2 separate regions of the Hordeum vulgare genome follow, and region 2 is linked to region 1. Evidence: chromatin contacts called from public Hi-C data. All regions are on one chromosome and are shown on one strand. The core of a region is the stretch at or near the end of the contact, and the rest is flanking DNA. Distances in the headings are between cores, read along the strand shown. Region 1 overlaps LOC123399775 (meiosis-specific protein PAIR2). Region 2 has its middle 50 kb from the start of LOC123399775.

The links. Hi-C and Micro-C count contacts between places; a contact is called where the count stands out from the background.
Region 2: a Hi-C map of leaf shows a contact between it and region 1, with 2.9 times the contacts expected there. The contact joins two enhancer-like sites. A contact is called at or near these places in 2 of 6 Hi-C or Micro-C datasets (leaf and seedling).

What each region holds. Positions count from the first base shown.
Region 1 is chr5H:488,148,589-488,151,939 of MorexV3_pseudomolecules_assembly, forward strand. LOC123399775 (meiosis-specific protein PAIR2) reads left to right here. Exons shown (of 30, transcript XM_045094158.1): 29 at 137-220; 30 at 529-1,469. The coding sequence ends at 184. Among protein-coding and RNA genes, the nearest start is that of LOC123399775, 15 kb to the left of the region's middle. Within about 2 kb of position 1,918, at least 3 of the 3 cell types and tissues checked have open chromatin away from gene starts, as enhancers often do. A contact at or near this core is called in leaf, where this site is marked.
Region 2 is chr5H:488,184,294-488,187,573 of MorexV3_pseudomolecules_assembly, forward strand. No RefSeq gene overlaps it. Among protein-coding and RNA genes, the nearest start is that of LOC123399775, 50 kb to the left of the region's middle. Within about 2 kb of position 1,653, at least 1 of the 3 cell types and tissues checked has open chromatin away from gene starts, as enhancers often do. A contact at or near this core is called in leaf, where this site is marked.

The DNA.
Region 1 (3,351 bases), core at 668-3,167:
TGGATTTCATATTGTTACAGGATTAGTGCAAGTATGCCTTAGGTGATATTTATGCATCTACTTTTCTTTATTCTTTGAATATCCTGGCTATGCTTTCGGACAGCTATCTCTTATGCTTGTCTGTTTACTATTGCAGCGTGTAAGCTCTAATAAAGATGGACAACCCGACAGCACTGTAGAATAGTGAGGAGATGTACATCGTCCTGCCAGATGCTTTATGGTACAAATCTAACTAAATATCGGAAATGGTAATTTGGAGCTTTTGACTTGTATATTCAGGAACAAGAAATCATGTTTAATTACCGAAGAACACTCCCCTTGTTCAGTTATCGCTTGATGGTGGAAATTGGATCCAATTTTGGATTGTATGGAATATTTTTTACTGAACAACACCAAGTTATGTTTGAAAACTAGATTCCATTAACCTTCCCGACTTCACGTAGCACATTAAGGAGTTTTGAAATTTCTAATAACACGTCTATGTGGGAAAAGACAAAAAATAGTAACACTGTACTTGATGCTTTCCAGGAACAGAAATCAGAGGTGCTGCAAGGAAGTCTGCACATGTGCAATTAAATGTGACATTAGGGTACTCGTAGGCGGTCCTGCTTTTGTGTTTTCCAAATGCAACGGAACCAACTGTTTCTGGCCTTTCCGTCGCTGTGCTGTTTGTTGTGTGTCAATTGTGGTCATGGTTTCCTGTAGGAGTTGTGCAAAACGGTGCAGTGGGCAGCTCTGGATCGTGTCGCGGTTGATGGAAAGTCCAGATCTCTTGGGTGCATGATTGAAGAGATCATCATCTGTAGTATGACAGCATGTGCAATGCCAATCAACCCCAGTGAACAAAAGGCGGGAACCCTTTCCAGGAAGAGTTAGCTGGCTTGTAGTGGTAAAAAAAACTTTTCATTATGTTGGTTGGTGCCTTGTTGGTCGTTTGATCGAGCGTGGATTTATTTGCTCCTGATGAGGTGATGACAGGGAGGGTCTGGAACATGGATGATTGATGGTTGCAGCTGAAGGGGTCGCAGTTGGAGCAAACTGAGAGCCTAGCCCCTGAGCTTGAGCTTGTTTGTCTGATGACATGTGAAGAGACCACGCCATTTTACTATCCTACCTGAGCTTTGGCATCTACTCCTTCCGTACCAAAATGTAAGACGTTGTTGCATTCAAATTTGAAGTGCAAAAGCAAAAAACGTCTTATGTTTTGCTACAGAGGTAGTAATTTTTTACGGGAAGATTGTTTTGTTTTAAGGTTGTTTGCCAGTTGGCCTCTAGCCTGAAGGTTATTTTTCTTACTAGATAACCCAAACGTGAGAGAATCAAGAGCATTTAGGACGGGAAGATTACATTACAAAGAGCATTCGTGTGTTGTTACCCAGTGCATCGGTCAGGTCGCTTTGCGTTTAAAGTCGGATCATCAGTGTGAATGTAATCTCGAGGAAGAGTGGTGGTGGTTGTGGGCACGGCCATTGTTTGTTGTCTGGTTGCGTGTTTTATTTTTGGGGGCGCCAACTTGCAAATCTCCGTTGTCTCTCAATTTTTTCTTTTTCTTTTTGCAGATCTTTGGGCCTGATACCTAGGACGCTCTACAGGGAACGCATTTAGTTGCAGGACAGGAGATCTCTCTCCTAAGCAATTATTGCAAGCGATGTACGTACGTAGCGTACGTTGTGGAAAAACACCCATTACCACCATGTCGACGGTGCACAGGCGCAGATCGAACCTGCAGCGTACGGTCTTCTTCTCCTCCCAAAAGATGACAACCCCGAGAGGCGCTCGCTCGCGTCGCCGTCCCGGCCACTGCTCCGGCGTCGGCGTCGCCGACGAGACGTTTGCGTGGAGGTAGGCAGGGTCGGCCAACGGCGAGGCCAAGATGATGTATTGTATGTATGTGGAGCGAAGAGGGTCTCTGTCGGCTGTCGCCGGCTCGCCCGCCGCCAGCGACGTCCCGTGACGTGCGAATATCGGCAAGATCTAGTGAGGTGCGTGTGGGTCAGGAGCCGCTCGGCCTCGCTGTCACGGACGAGCCACGCCTCGCTACAGTGAACGCATTACACAAGCTCTCTTTTCCTACGAGGCACTGTGCAAGAAGGAAAAATCAAACAAATGGAGCTTGCCGGATTTTGGAGCATCTGCTGCCGGCTCTCCCTGTACGTCTCGGCAGACGATCCGACCGGTCACAATATCTATATCTATATCTATCTATACCTATATATACCTACCTACTAATAAAACACCTATTGCTTCTGTGGTACGTCATTAAATTTGCCCTTAAAATTCGTCAAAATTACCCACCAATACCATCCGTAAGTGACAAAAACGATTCGTTTTTAAACTTCAATTCGGCTCTTTGTTTCTCATTCTAAAGGCTGACGTTCCCGTATTTTACCACGACAACAGGCTAGGCCAACCGGTTGGGTGCGCCCCGCCCCACCCAGGAGACCCAGATTCAATCCTGACTGCAACCCTTTCTTCTACGTCGCACTTTTTCTATTTTTTTTCTCTTTTGCCTTTATTTCGATAAACTTTGCACACATGTTATCATGGATTAAAGAAATATCAAATTTGTAGACACAAAAGTTCGCACATATACAAAAAAAATGTACAATGCGTATGGATAATAAAAAAATGTACAAACCTTTTTGTTCTTCTATTTCGCACTTTTTCTATTTTTTTTCTTTTTTGCCTTTATTTCGATAAACTTTGCACACATGTTAATCATGGATTAAAGAAATGTCAAATTTGTAGACAAAAAAGTGTACAATGCGTATGGACAATAAATAATATATTTTTCTTTTATTTTGAAAAATATTGATCGTGTATTTAAAAGACTTTAAATGTGCATAGGAAAATGTTTCCGGTGTATAAGAAAACATATACAAAAATATATAATGTGTATGGAACAAAGTAGACATAGAAAATAGAAATTTCCAAAAATGTTAATCGTGTATTTTAATAATGTAAAACATGTATATAAAAAATATTCATGATGCATACAAAATATGTAAAATGCATATTAAAAAAATCAGACATCAAAACTCAATAATGTTTGTGATGTCACACGTAAAAAAATGTTTCTAATGTATAAAAAATATACAATGTTGTTTATACAAGCTTTACATAAAAAATGTCTGAGCTTTGATTTTTCATATATATAAACTGTTTTGCTAATTATTATTTTAAAAATATCGATATTGATACGCAACCTCGAACATTTGGTATGCATGTACTTACAAATTGATTGTTTTCGATGTAGCTATGTTTGCAACCAAATTAAGACTCACTTAGATTACAAATGCAAACACATATATCAGCAAGATAAAAATAATGTTCTAATGCATATGCCATCAT
Region 2 (3,280 bases), core at 403-2,902, 35 kb after region 1:
AAGGGATGAACTGCTACAGTGACACAACACGGCCATGATGCTAGCAGGCTTAGCTGCTGTAGGTTGGCCTCTATAGTTGATGTTATTTTTCCTAGGTGACCCAAACGCGAGACCATGAAGAGCATTCAGGGCACCTGACAGTACTTTTTGAACCATTGTGTGTTGTTACCTAGCGCGTCACGTAAATTTGCATTCAAGGCACTGTCGAGTAAGAAAGAGTACTGGTGGCCGTGGGCACGGCAATTGTTTCTGTGGCTGGCTGCGTCTTCTGTCAAGTTTTTTGATGAGGCGCCAGCCTGCAGATCTAATATGGGTCTGATACCTAGGACGTGGTACGTACAGGAGACGCATTTAGTCGCAGGAGATCTCTCCTCTAACAACAAGGCAATTATTATCGCAAGCCGCCCTGTACGTACTCACGTTGGCCATTACCGCCGTGTCCACGAAGCACAGGCGCAGACCAGGAGTGTGCAGGCGTACGGTACAGTCTTCTTCATCAAAACTGACAACTCCTGCATCATGCAAGCTTTGCCAAGAACCCGCTCGTCCGTACCGTTCGGTTCGTGCATGATTAACTGGTCTGGGTAGGATAGAACCGCATTGTTAGAACATCTACATCCGCACCCTCTAGATCCTCCTCAAATGTGTGGAACGTCCTTCCGATTAGTGTCCGGTCAAAAATAATTTGATCCAACCGGATCCCCACTTTCATTCTAAACATCCGGACTGACCGGCACCCTTCATATTCATCTCAAATGTAGGAAGGATACGAGGGCTCGCGAACGTGTCCGATGCGCCCGGTCAGTCCGCCACGTAGAACGCGACCTCACCCTGAACCATATTTTCTTTTTATTTATTCATTCATTTCTCTCTCTCTCTCTTTCTTCCTCTCGACCAGTCATGTCAGAGACCGGACATATAAGGAAGAAAATAAGAAGAATGACTTTGCAGACGGACAAATAAAAGACAAGCCCGATCATTGATCCGACGCGTCCGTGAACGTTTACGAGATCATATTTACTAAGTTCGGCTATAGATGCTTTTACAACGGCCCCTGGTGCCAATGCCGGTGCAACCGGGGAGGAGAACCCTCCATTGCTGGCCTGGCCATGGTGTTTTGCTTCGAGTTGTTCTCTGGTATCCTCCAATTAACAAGGGTCATTAATTCAGTGCTAACGAATGGTCCATATCAACCAATAATACTGCGGTAAAACTCCCGCAGTATTTTTGGTTAATTCATTCGATCCGAAGTTGGATCGAGTGAGGTCCAGGTTTTTTTGGGCAAATAAACAAGGGAAACAAAATATCACAGGGCTTTAGTTTAAGGAAGGACGGGCATAAGCCTTCGTCCGAAAAGAAAGATCAAAATATGATAGTACATGTCAAATTATTTTCAACAAGTTTTTTTTTAATTGAGAATCAAGTTCTCTGTATCAATGTGAATGTGGTATTGCAATCCCATGAAAAAAGAAGGCCTCACAGATTACTTGTTCCGGGCCCACCCGACGGGGACAGGACGCGAGTTCGCAAGCTTGCGAGCGGGCGATGATACCCCGTCGCCCTCCCGGACACTGCTCCGGCGTCGCGCCGCTACAGTGGGTGAAGACGTTGTGTGTGTCGCTGCCTCTGTCTATCTTTCTTATTCTAAGAGTTAGAGGAAGAGAGGGAACCATCGCAGTCAGATTGCGCTATCAGTCCCTCTCTCTCTCGGCTACTGCTAGCGCTAGGGGGCTACCCGGCCGTGTCTCTCTCCGTCTCAGCATCAGCAGCGCCACCAGTGTCCAACGACTCGAGGAGCACATTCATCCATACACGGCAAGCCGTCAGCCGTGTGTCTCCTGCGCGCGCGATGCACGAGCAGCCCGCCCAAAACCCAGCCGCCGGCCGGCCATTGATGAGTCCTCGTCTCACATGCTAGTCCTTCCCAAGGACCTCTATTGTCCGGCAGTTACATATATGGCGCGGCCGCAGCAAAAGCATACTGCCCACGGCTTGGGCACCAACCCTGAGACATCACATGTAGATTCGTGGAATTCCATTTCTTGCAAGTTTTAGCTGATGATCGGACCGTTGGTTCCACCGGTGTCAATGTCATGTCCAATTGATGCGCCGTCGATCCGTTTGTGTCGACATCTTTGCACATATAGGCAACTGTGCCCCATAATCAAGCACCTGCCTTGTTGACAAAGGCCATCAATTTCACTCGTCATAATCTTTGCGCTGTAAAATATCTTTTCAGGGTGTTGGTTGGCGACGTCGCTTCGATCGGCGATTTTAGCAACGTGGATTTGGCCCTGACCTGATCAGATTTCATAGAGAGCCTGGGACATGGATTATGCAACGTGCAGCAGTACTTGCAAATCCCTGAGTCTTGTGACCTAGGACATGCTACATGTCCATAGTGCACTGGCGCTGAAGACCAAACCTGCAGTACGGTCGGACTCCTGCACCTGCTCCTGCGCAAGTAGTAGCAAGTATGGCGGCCTCCCTCTACTCAGAAATCACTGCACGTTCCATCGCTACGTTGTACGTCGGTTTCAGACCACCTGACGGAACGCAGATTTCCGTGCCGGCCACTCCTCCCTCGCCGATGAAAGGGGCGGCTCGCCGTCGCCGGCTCGCCCGCCACCAGTGCGGTGCGCCCGTGACGTGCGAATATCGGCAAGATCCTACCTCGTGTGGGTCTGGAGCCGCCCGGGCTCGCTGTCGCGGGCGAGCCGCGCCGCGCTACAGGGAACACTTTTACGCACTGATCTCTCGCTACAGGGAACACATTACTCTCTCTCGCTCTCGCTCTCGCGTTCTTTTCCTACTCGAAGCCACTGTTACTGTAGAAGAAGGGAGGAAGACATAGCCATTGGAGCCAGCCAGATTGCAGGCGGCAGCCCTCCTCCCGGGCACGGCGGCATCGATCCGTCATCCGTCCCCCTCCCTCTCTCTATTACGCTGCTGCCGCCACCTCTAGGAGACTAGGACGGTGCCGTCTCTCTCTCGCCCCGCACCACTAGTGCCCAATGACTAGGAGCACAATGCCAAATATGATGGTTGCATCGATTAAGAGCGAAGCAAGGATTTGGATACTTGCCGGAGCAAAAAAAAAAACTGAGTTCGATCATGCCATGAGAGTAGGCTGTGGGTCGTCGGTCATTTGTGAAGGAGTAATGGACCTCGTAACTGTGTTTCAAACCCCTTCTTTATTAATGTGATGAGGTAAAGCTTTTGCTTTCGTTTCAAAAAAAAAGACTAGGAGCACAATGAAGCACCGATGCACAGCGGGAAG